Linked DNA regions of Podarcis muralis: region 2 is linked to region 1. The links are chromatin contacts, called in public Hi-C maps. All regions are on one chromosome and are shown on one strand. The core of a region is the stretch at or near the end of the contact, and the rest is flanking DNA. Distances in the headings are between cores, read along the strand shown.

Region 1 (5,302 bases), core at 1,686-4,185:
ATCTTTTGGACTACATCAGCCCTGGCCAGCGCAGTGAGTCGTCGGAAGCACCCGCCTTAGAGCAAACACAACACAGTTCTAGACTAAAATGTGGAGCGATCTTACAGACAATGCCTTCTCAAATCTGACCAAGAGCTCCTTTTTCTACCATCTTGCCTCCAATGGCAGACAACCTGATGCCTATGGATGCTCTGGACCAGAGTGTAAGGGCACAGTCACCTGAAAGTCAAAGGTAGACTGTCCTGAATGTGGAGGCTCTATTCCAAGCTAGCATGGTTCCAGGTAGTTGTTGATTTTTTAGCCATATAAGCTAATGACCATCCCCAGAGCCTGTGCTAATAATTCCCAAATTCTTTATATTTAGAAAAATAAATAAAAACATGCAAATATTCTGTTGGCCTTCCAATCACTCTGTGGCAGTGAGGTTGTTCACAATGCTGATTTGTAGCGACTGGCAGCCCCTTTGCTTTATAGAGAAATGATGTCAGCAAATTGAAAACCCAGAAAGCAGGAGAAGAACTGAAATAACCAGGAATTCCGTTTGTGGGTGTGAAATAATGGATTTCTAGAGCCCCAGCAATCTCCTGGGGCCGTGGCAAGTTATAAATGGAGAAGAGGAAGTGAAAGGGAGGCGTCAGTTTACCAACCAACAGCTTCTGTGGTCAGAAGCCAGCCACTTGGCACAGACCAGTAATTATCTTTTTTTCACACAGCCTTGGTTGCCCCCCGTGGGAAGGTCATAGTATTGCATGTGCACAGTCAAGAAAAACCAATTTAGTGATTTTACAGCAGCAGAACCAGTTTGCTGCACTCAGTGCAGACATCCCAGCGTTTGGACAATGCCTCCCATTCGCTTCCCTGCCCACCACCCAACCGTCTCAAGGTCCATCGCCTGCCACTGCTGCTGTGCCAACCAGGGTAAAGGTAAAGGGACCCCTGACCATTAGGTCCAGTCGTGACTGACTCTGGGGTTGCGGCACTCATCTCGCTTTATTGGCCGAGGGAGCCAGTGTACAGCTTCCAGGTCATGAGGCCAGTATGACTAAGCCGCTTCTGGTGAACCAGAGCAGCATACTGAAACACCATTTAAATTCCCGACAAAGTGGTACCTATGGTATTGATCTACTTGCACTGGCATGCTTTCGAACTGCTAGGTTGGCAAGAGCAGGGACCAAGCAATGGGAGCTCACCCCATCGCGGGGATTCGAACCGCCAACCTTCTGACTGGCAAGTCCTAGGCTCTGTGGTTTAACTCACAGTGCCACCTGTGTCCCTGCCAACCAGGGAGCTGTCTTTAAAAGGGGTCATCCTTGACAGCAGCTTGGTGGAGCTCGATGGTCAGATTTGGGACGTGACGTTTACCGGGATGCGGGTTCAGGTAAGAGCTGAAGACATCGCAGGTCCAGATTTTGACAAACTTGTCCCAAACGCACTCTCCCCATAGTCCTCGGCAACGCATGCTGAGGACCACAGAGCCTTTGCTGTTCACCTGGAAGAGATGGGGGGAAGGGGAGGCAGGAGTGAGGGAGCCTCAGATCAGTTACTGGTCTTCAATAGATGGACCACTCGGGGCTAAAACACTTAGACACCTGTTCAGTTGAAGCGGTGCAGCAGCTAAGGCAGGGCTATCTGCTGGCAGCTAGATCATAGCAGAGACTACGCATGCACCATGCATCTTAAGCATTTCCTTACCACAAAGAATTCTGGGAACTGTGGTTTACAGTTCTTAAACTACAGTTCCCAGGATTATTTCTTTTGAGAGGAGGATACATGTGCTTTAAATGTATGCAGCCAATGCCACAGCCTCAGTAATAGGTACTAGACGGATAACATCTGGAAGGATGGGTTGTAATTTTAATAAAGTAACCATGATAATATTGGCTCACCTGTACATCATTCTGTGAATTTTATGGGGAAGTTCTCAAGGTTTTATGAGCTTTTTGAAAAGCTCATACCACTTACTTACAAAGCACAGCAATGACAAAAATTACTTACAAAGCACAGCAATGACAAAATTCCTCCACCCCCCCCCCTTCAATCACATGCCCTCTGAAATTGCCCAAAGACTGTTATAAATGAGCATATGAAAATCTGATGCAAATCTGGGTCATGGGCCTTTGCCTAAATTTCAAATGCTTTAAAATACCTAGCAACACCCCTGGAAGCGACTAACCCCTTTTAAAATTCCCACCAACTCTGCTTAAACCCTTAGGAACTAATACATTCCTCCACTCTCTGATACCTAAGGGAACGAAAAGCCCAATTATGCACAAGGCAATGAAATCGTAGACCTAAACTCCTAGCCCTTCCCATTCCTTTCTATTTCCCTCCAGTATTCTATAGATGAAATTAGGGACCAGCAGCTGTCCTTCCCCATTCTAGAAACTCCTTGGAGAGGAAGCTGAACCCTGAAGCATGGCCACAGCCAGAATTTTAACAAGACATCTGTAAAAGGCATGAATCAGGGGCAGTGATTTCCTTCTCTGAGCCCTCATCCCGAGAAAGAGACAAGGAAATATGGCAAACGGGGACATTTGGAGCACATATCTTATTCCTGGCACCCAACCAACCAACCAACCAACCAACCAGGTGCCCCTCCCAGACCCTTTCTGAAGAGTGGCAAGGGAAATGGCTTGCTCTTCTTACCTGCCAGCAGTCTGTGCAGATGGCACCCACGGTACAGACAAAGGAAAAGGCCCCCAAGAAAATGGAGAGCAGGCTCGCGGTCAGCCCCATGGAAGAGACTTTGTGGAAGGAGTAAAGGGCCCAGCAGCCAGCCCCACTGGGCTCCAGCTCTGTCCTTCTGCCCTAAGGGGTTCTCCCACCTGGCCCAGACAAGGGAACACTAGGCATTGGAAAGCCACCCCCCTCGCTAAAACCTGGATGCTTGGAGACCTCCTCATTGGGCCTGGCTTAGGGGCCGAACATGCAGCGGTGCCTTTTAATGAAATGGGAGGCTTTGGCTGCGGAGATTAATGGGGCACAGAGAAGCTTAAATGTCAGGCGGAACGGAAGAGGCAGCCAGCCAGCCAGCTCTGGGACCTGTTGGCAGGGCCAGATAAAGAGAGGCCCTGGGTTACTCCACTTGTGAGGCCCCTCCTCACCCCCACCCTCCCAACTAGAAGAAAATCGAAGAGTGTTACAAACAAAATTGAGTGAAGCCAAGGATGATGACGGGTATTTAAAATTCTACAATTCACAATTTCTCCTCTAAAGGACATAAGATATTATTGTTAAATACCATGGTGATTTTTAAAAATGCATAAAATTAGCACTGAAAAACTTTTGCAGTAACTGAACTTTGTAAACCTTTTGTGGCCTGAGCAGGCCTGGAACTAGTCCCCATGTCTTGTTCCTCTCTAAGGAATCATGTTCAGCCTTCATGGCATTAAACCATGGCTCAGCATCCTCTGAGGTTAAACTTTGAACCTCTTGGAAGACTGAAGGTTCCCAAACCTTCTCCGAGTTACTAACAGCAGCTGTATCTGCTATGACTGTTTTGGCAAACTCTTCAGCATACTTTTTGGGTGGTTTACCCTTTGCGGCCCTTTCAGATCTGTGTACTATACACAAGTCTTCCATGCTAGGCTTCTCTTCTCTAGGAGAATGGTGGGCAGGCCGGGTCGTCCTCTTATATACCTGCTGGGATTGACAAGGCATCTGACCCTCACCTGAATCTCATAGCTCTCCTGTAGCTGCATCTGGTTACTTATCATTTAACTCTTGGGGAAAATAATTAGCATCACACATCATGTGCATGGAAGTTGCTGAACCAATTAACCATAGAAGGATTACTGTTAATAGCACCAGGAGCAGGGCTGTCTTAACTGTTGGCACTAGGGGTGCACGGCACCAGGGCGCGGGCTCTCAGAGACACCAGGCTGAGAGTCTGGGGGCGAGTGTTGGAGTCCGGGGAAGAGCTGCCGACAGTTGAGTGGAGCAGAGCCCGTTGGAGTGCCACCGGCTCTTCTGCTGCAGGTGGCTCTTCCCTGGACTCCAACACTCGCCCCCGAACTCACGCTGAGCCACAGCAGCAGAAGAACCCACAGTGCTCCAACAGGCTTGGCTAGGCTCAGTTGTTGGCTCTTGCCCCAGCTGCATGGCAGCTAACTGTTTGGGCGCCGCGCCCAGAGCACCATGTAACATTGTGGTGGGATCCGCAGCGCACTGACAGCACCAAAGGCAGCAACAAAACTCGACAAATAGGAGCACATGGATCCTGTCTGGAGATGTTGCCTCCGATGCCGCTTGCATTCCCCATTGTTCTGCACTGGCACCCCATGTTGGACATTGCTGGGAGTGTGTGCCAACAGCGGAAAAGCCAGCAAAGGAACCCGCAGCTTGGCGCACGCAGCAGGATGCGTCGCACAGTGCCCACAACATTACACGGCCCTCTGGGTGCTGCACACGCAGCCGAAACCGTTAATCGCCATGCGGGGGAAGGCAGCGGGCAGACAGCACAGTGACTGTGCATGCTGCCTGACATTTTGTCCCCCCCAGCATGGAACCCGCACCCCCTTCATATGCCCCTGTGCGTGGGGCACTGGCACCCCTTTTGGTTTGGTGCTGTGAGTCCCTGTGTCCCACAACTGTTCTAAAGGTAAACAATTATTTCCTTTAAAAAAGAACTATTTCCTTTAAAAGGTCGACAATTCTGGGCAACCTAGGGGCGCCGGGTCGATCAACCCAAGTGGAGGTGACGATCTTCTTGTGCCATCCTTGAAACTACAGTGAAGGAGACACTCTAAGCAGAACAGGAGGAGAGAACTGCCTTCTACTGAGCTCATTCACAGGGCCGTCTTAAGCATATGCAGCGCCGGGGCGCAAAGATCTACCCGGCGCCCCTAGTGTCCCTGAGAGCCCGGCGCCCTGGTGCCGTGCACCCCTAGTGCCAACGGTTAAGACGGCCCTGCTCCTGTATAGGATATAGCCAGTGCCAGATTTATGTACAGTGGTACCTCAGGTTACATATGCTTCAGGTTGCATACGCTTCAGGTTACAGACTCCGCCAACCCAGAAATAGTGCTTCAGGTTAAGAACTTTGCTTCAGGATGAGAACAGAAATCGTGCTCCGGCGGTGCGGCAGCAGCAGGAGACCACATTAGCTAAAGTGGTGCTTCAGGTTAAGAACAGTTTCAGGTTAAGTACGGACCTCCGGAACGAATTAAGTACTTAACCTGAGGTACCACTGTATAGGCTAAGTAGGCTGAATCCTAGGGCCTCTAAATATAGGGGGCCTCGGCCGCCTGCCATCTCCCCAGTGCTGCTCCCCAGCAGGCAACTTCCCCTCTCCCAAAATTGG
Region 2 (5,302 bases), core at 1,464-3,963, 160 kb after region 1:
CTGCAAGAGTCGATTGTGTAAAAACACTCTGCTAGGACTCCAGCTGATCTTCCTTTTTTATTTTTGCTCAGAACTGTGATGGTCTGATGATCAGTTACAATTTGCTAGCACTTGTAGTGTTTGGTCAATTAGTCGGTTAATCAACTGCAGTACGTTTTGTTTTGTTTTAATGAAAATGTGTCCTTGAATGATCAGTCAGCAGACTTTTAAAAACAAAAAAACCCAACTTTTTTTATTTATTTTAAAAAATATGGCTACTAACTGTGAACAGCAAGCGGCATCTCTGCCTCTGTGTGGGCAGAAAGAGAATGCCTCTTCTGAAACTATGGCTTCTTTGATACATCATTCTAGAAACCCAAGGGACAGTGCAACCCTGTGCATGTCTACTTAGGAGTAGGCTCCATTGAGCTCAAGGGGGCTTAGACCCAAGTGTGTGTAGCATTATAGCTGAAGCAATCAATCTTTTTTGAGGTGTTGCTTTCCCCTATGTCAATCAGCTAAAATGTTAATCTACCAATGCTTCCTTAATTGGGTTCCATGGTTCCATTTGGGTGGCTTACCTTGGTGGGCCAAGGGCTGTAGGCTCTTCATGTACTTTACGCTCAGCTCCAGGATGTCTGCCTTCTCCAGCTTGCGTTTCCGGATCTGCAATTTCCCCACCAAACCAAAGAAAGCCAAGGGGTTACTGGGGACATTTCTTCCTGTCCTGCCCTTAGTGAATGACTTCCCCCCATAACTCTGTTGGCTTCTCTCTCAGCTGGGTCGAAGGATGGAAGTAACTTATTTATTGCATTTCTATCCCATGTCCACTCATTTAATCCCCACAGCAGCCTTGCGAGGTGGGTTAAACTGAGAGCCAGTGGCTAGCCCCCAAGGTCACCCAAGCAGATTTTCCATGGCTGAGTGGGGCTTTGAATCTAGGTTTTGGTCTGGAACACAACACTACAGGGGGATGAGATGGGCCCCTATTTCAACGTTGCTGGTTCTAAAGCAAGGGTACTGGAGTCTCACCACCTGTCCCCTGATGTACCAAGCGCCTCCCTTCTGCCGACCCCCACCCCCACCCCATCCTGCACTTACGAACATCAGAATCCGCCCTATACTAAGCCAGACTATTGATGCATCTAGTGTGTTATTGTCCTCACTGACTAGCAGTGGCTCTCCAGGGTTTCAGGCAGGAGACATCCCCAGTCCTACCACTGGGGATTAAAACTAGGACCTTCTGCATGCCAAGCAAGTGCTCCACCACTGAGCTGCTCCGTTCTTCCAACACTGGTGTGATGAAAAAGGTAAAAAGACGGAGAGGGTGAAGAGGAGAAGGGGGTCCTTTGTGCTCCTGCCTCTGTCATTTTCAAAGTAAAATGTAACCCGCTTCCATGGAGATAAACTGGCTCCCTGACTCTCCCTCTCTCCTGGAAATGCAAGGGAAGTGGGAGCCTCACCTGATGGGAGTAGTTCTTTTCCAGCAGAGCTTTGAGTTGCTCTAGGGAGAGGTTGATGCGAGCTCGTCTCCTCTTCTCCATGAGGGGTTTGGAGACCTGAGAAAATGCACACGGGGGGGATCTATTTATTTGTTTATTTTATTTATTACATTTCAGTCCCACTTCCCCCCCTCCAAGGAGCTCAAGGTGGCATGCACAGTTCTCCCCCTCCTAATTTAATCCCAACGACAACAACCACCCTGTGAGGTAGGTTAGGCTGAGAGGCAGGGACTGATTCCCAAGCTTAATGGAAGCGGAGGAAATTAGAACACTTAGAAGTCCAACACTCTGACCATTACACCGCACTGCCTTTCAGGTATCAGCCAGGCTTAACTCTGGAACTTAAACCACATTATATCACATAATACCATATTATTACATATTCATTCGTTGCTTACTACAATTTTTTTTGTCTCAAATGCCATTTTTTAAAAAAGGTATACAACTTCTGAAGCGAGAAGAGATGAAGAGACTCCTGAGTGCACACAGAGTGCATTCTTTCCACCACAGAATAAAGACATAGGTGGTGCCGGGGGGGGGGCAGAGGGGCAAGCACCCCCCACAAAGAATCTCACTCTCACCACTTGTCTGCCTCCTGTGGCTGGACTTCTGCCATTAACAGAGACTGTTAATTATCTTTCAGAGATGTTATTATGTGGGGCACAACACAACTTGCCCACATAGAAATAAACTTTTCCCCTTCTGTGCCCCCCCATATTTTTTGCTGGTGCCCCTACTGCCTACAGAGAGTTGCCAGACACCTGTAGATTGTGGGTGGGTGGGGAAGAGCTTTCAGGTCAGAGCAATCTTTTTTTGTCTAGATATTGACTACTGGCTTTTTGCAGTTTCTCCCTATATAAGCTCAGGGGAATCTCCAACTATTCCTGGCATTGGAAACAGGTGCCATGCTGATCTTGGGAACACATTAACCCCTGGGCAAAAACACATGGCAAAGGGACCCTTTTCTGTTTCCACCCTGGGGAGGGAGGGCAGGTAGGCTGCCCCCTGTCCTTTTGCTCCCATCTGTAGCATCAGACCCACCAACCTTGCGGAAGGAATTGAGCGCCCTCCTCTCTTGCAGTCTGTGGTCCGTACCCATCCTGCATCCTCTGCCCTCCCTGCACCAAGGAGGTGGCATTTTATCTCCGGAGTCGTTTTTCCATTTCAATGGGTCCATTCAGGCTGGGGAACCTCCCCCGCAAAGGGGAGGGAAGTGGTGGAGGGTGGAGGAGAGGGTAGCGGCTTGCAGAGAGATGGAGGGCGGGATACAGGCATTGGGATCTGCCTGCATCAAACGGCTTTCAGGTCCCGCTTTAAGGACAGATTTGTTATCATGCGCTTTGCCTACTTAGAAACATCCAGGCCTTTGGGGAGAGGAAGAGGGGCTTGGTGGTGGAAGGCAGCAACACCCACCCCACGCCCCTGGTGAATTGTTCCTCATTGTAATGTCCCTCGAGCATGTACAAAGCGCTTTCCCATTTCCACACAGCCTACAAACAAGCTAGGATCAGGAGGGAAGCCAAAAGGGACTCCATAACCTCTTTGTTGATCAGTTAAGCACTTGCTTAACCCCAGGGACGACTGCTTTAAAGGCTCAAGTGGGGACTGTTTTGTCTCCTGTAAAAACGCCCAGGCCAAATAATAATGAGTTGATTATGGCACTTGGATCCTGGCGCTTGCTTAATCCAAATGCAGTGGTACCTCGGGTTAAGTACTTAATTCGTTCCGGAGGTCCGTACTTAACCTGAAACTGTTCTTAGCCTGAAGCACCACTTTAGCTAATGGGGCCTCCCGCTGCCGCCGTGCCGCTGCTGCACGATTTCTGTTCTCATCCTGAAGCAAAGTTCTTAACCTGAAGCATTATTTCTGGGTTAGCGGAGTCTGTAACCTGAAGCGTATGTAACATGAGGTACCACTGTACACTGGAGGTTGGGGGACAAATCCTAGGCAAAGCAGCCAATCAACAGCTGAATCCGACTTCAGCCCTAAGCGCAGCCCGTTTAACTCATGACCTGAAATATAGGATTGCGTTGTAAGTCGCCAAATGTTGGCTTGAGGGTTGTATGCTCCCTTCCCATTCTCATCCCAGCCCTTCCTCCTCCTGGTGCTGTGATTCGAGGAGTCTCAGACAAGGACGTGGGAGAGACCAGTGTTCGAATCCTCTCTCGGCCCCGAAGCTCACTGGGTGACCTTGGCTCGGCCACAGCCTCTGGGTCTCTAACCTACCTTACAGGGTTGTTGTAAGGTTGAAATGGAGAGCCACGCGCAGTGCCTCGATAAAAGAAATGTTTAGGCTCCCTTGCAGTTGAAGAGCCAGGATCCAAAGCCCTTCCTCTCAGGGGGGTCTCCCTGAGTGGCCATCCATCCGCACATTTCATGCTGGGGACGAAGGAGGAGAGCTGGACAATGTAGCAATTTTCTGCCTTTTTGTGACTGTAAAAGAGCGTAGCCGCTCTCGCTGAGCTCCGCCTGGACATGTGTCCCATTAAAGCATGGCAGCGAGGATGCAAGGGGGGGGGGGGGCAGGCACACCGCTTGCTGTTAAGTGGTCGGGAATGCTCCACTTTCCCCTGTCCTCCTTTCTCATCCCAGGGAACCCCCAGGGGATAGGACTCTGCTCAACTCCCTCTATAGCTGCAAGGAAGACGTAGCTCAGTGGCAGGGCACTTGTCTTGCATGCAGAAGGCCGCAGGTTCGAATCCCCACGGGGTCTACAGGTGGAGCTGGGGAAAGACTCCCTGTTTGAAATATTGGAGAGCTGCTTCCAAGTCCGTGTAGACGCTACTGAGCCAGATGGAACACAGCAGTCCGACTCCATATATGGCAGCTTCCTATGTTCCTGCAGCGTTTTCTACACTTCCTTGCTTTTGCTGGTGCTTAAGACACCCCTGCAAGGTAGGCCAGTAAGGGTGACAGCACCCCATGTCGCAAGTCACCACATTTGCCAAAGACCACCTCAGGGCTTTGTGGCAGAAGCAAGACGAAACAGAGGGCTTCCAGACTCACAGCACAGCCCTCTTTCTTCCCATCACACCCCACACTTTCTTCCCTGGGGTCGGGGATTGGCATCAGAGTTGCTTCTTTGTGCCAGGGCTGAGCCACTGGAGACATGACATGTGCCTCTGAGCATGTGCAGAGTGCTTTCACTCAGGCCTTAGTAGAGAGGATGCTAACTAAAGATAGATTTTCCATGTTGACTGGCAGTCTAACTTCGAAGCAACAAATACTTGGGTGTGGGATGAACTAGAGGGGAAGGCGGATCTCTTAATGTCCTGCTTGTGGGTTTTTCCAGAGACACCTTGTCTTACACGGTGAGGAAGTGTGACTTTTGGGTCTGATCCAGCAGCACTTTCCTTGCATGTCATTTGTTTATTTCGGCATTAATAGTTGTACTGAAGTTTTCTGTACATTAAATAGTGGGAGGATTTTGATTCTTTGCTTTTGCAAGAGAGCATAACTGAGCCAAGAGGTTTAGAATGGGTGACTAACAGCCAGGGAAGGAGGACAAAATTGCAGAGCACCCCTCATTCTTCTAGCGATGCAATTCACGAAATCAATTTCCTGCAGAGTTGGGAAGCTGTGTACGTTTGGAATAACCCCCCTCCCCTTTTTACAGTACTGCTATATTTTGGACATTGCTTGATGTTTTCTCTTATCTGTATAATCACTAGGTTCTTAATCCCAAGAAGAATAAGAAAGAAGATCGAAAGAAGATACACTTTCCTAGGCAGGCTTTGATGATCTCGGGGTTCCTTGCCCCTGGACCTTGTGACTGCATTTTTTTTGGGGGGGGGAGGCTGGGTTGTTTCCCTGCCTCCAAA

Evidence for each region. A called contact is a pair of places that touch in the nucleus more often than the background predicts.
Region 2: a Hi-C map of tail shows a contact between it and region 1, with 2.1 times the contacts expected there. The contact joins the promoter of HES3 here to the promoter of LOC114603146 in region 1. A contact is called at or near these places in 2 of 3 Hi-C or Micro-C datasets (blood and tail).

The regions. Positions count from the first base shown.
Region 1 is chr7:28,294,621-28,299,922 of rPodMur119.hap1.1, forward strand. LOC114603146 (claudin-16-like) reads right to left here and starts at 2,936. Exons shown (of 5, transcript XM_028741937.2): 1 at 2,647-2,936; 2 at 1,363-1,489. The coding sequence starts at 2,736.
Region 2 is chr7:28,455,390-28,460,691 of rPodMur119.hap1.1, forward strand. HES3 (hes family bHLH transcription factor 3) reads right to left here and starts at 2,714. Exons shown (of 4, transcript XM_028740473.2): 1 at 2,527-2,714; 2 at 1,443-1,538; 3 at 561-645. The coding sequence starts at 2,658.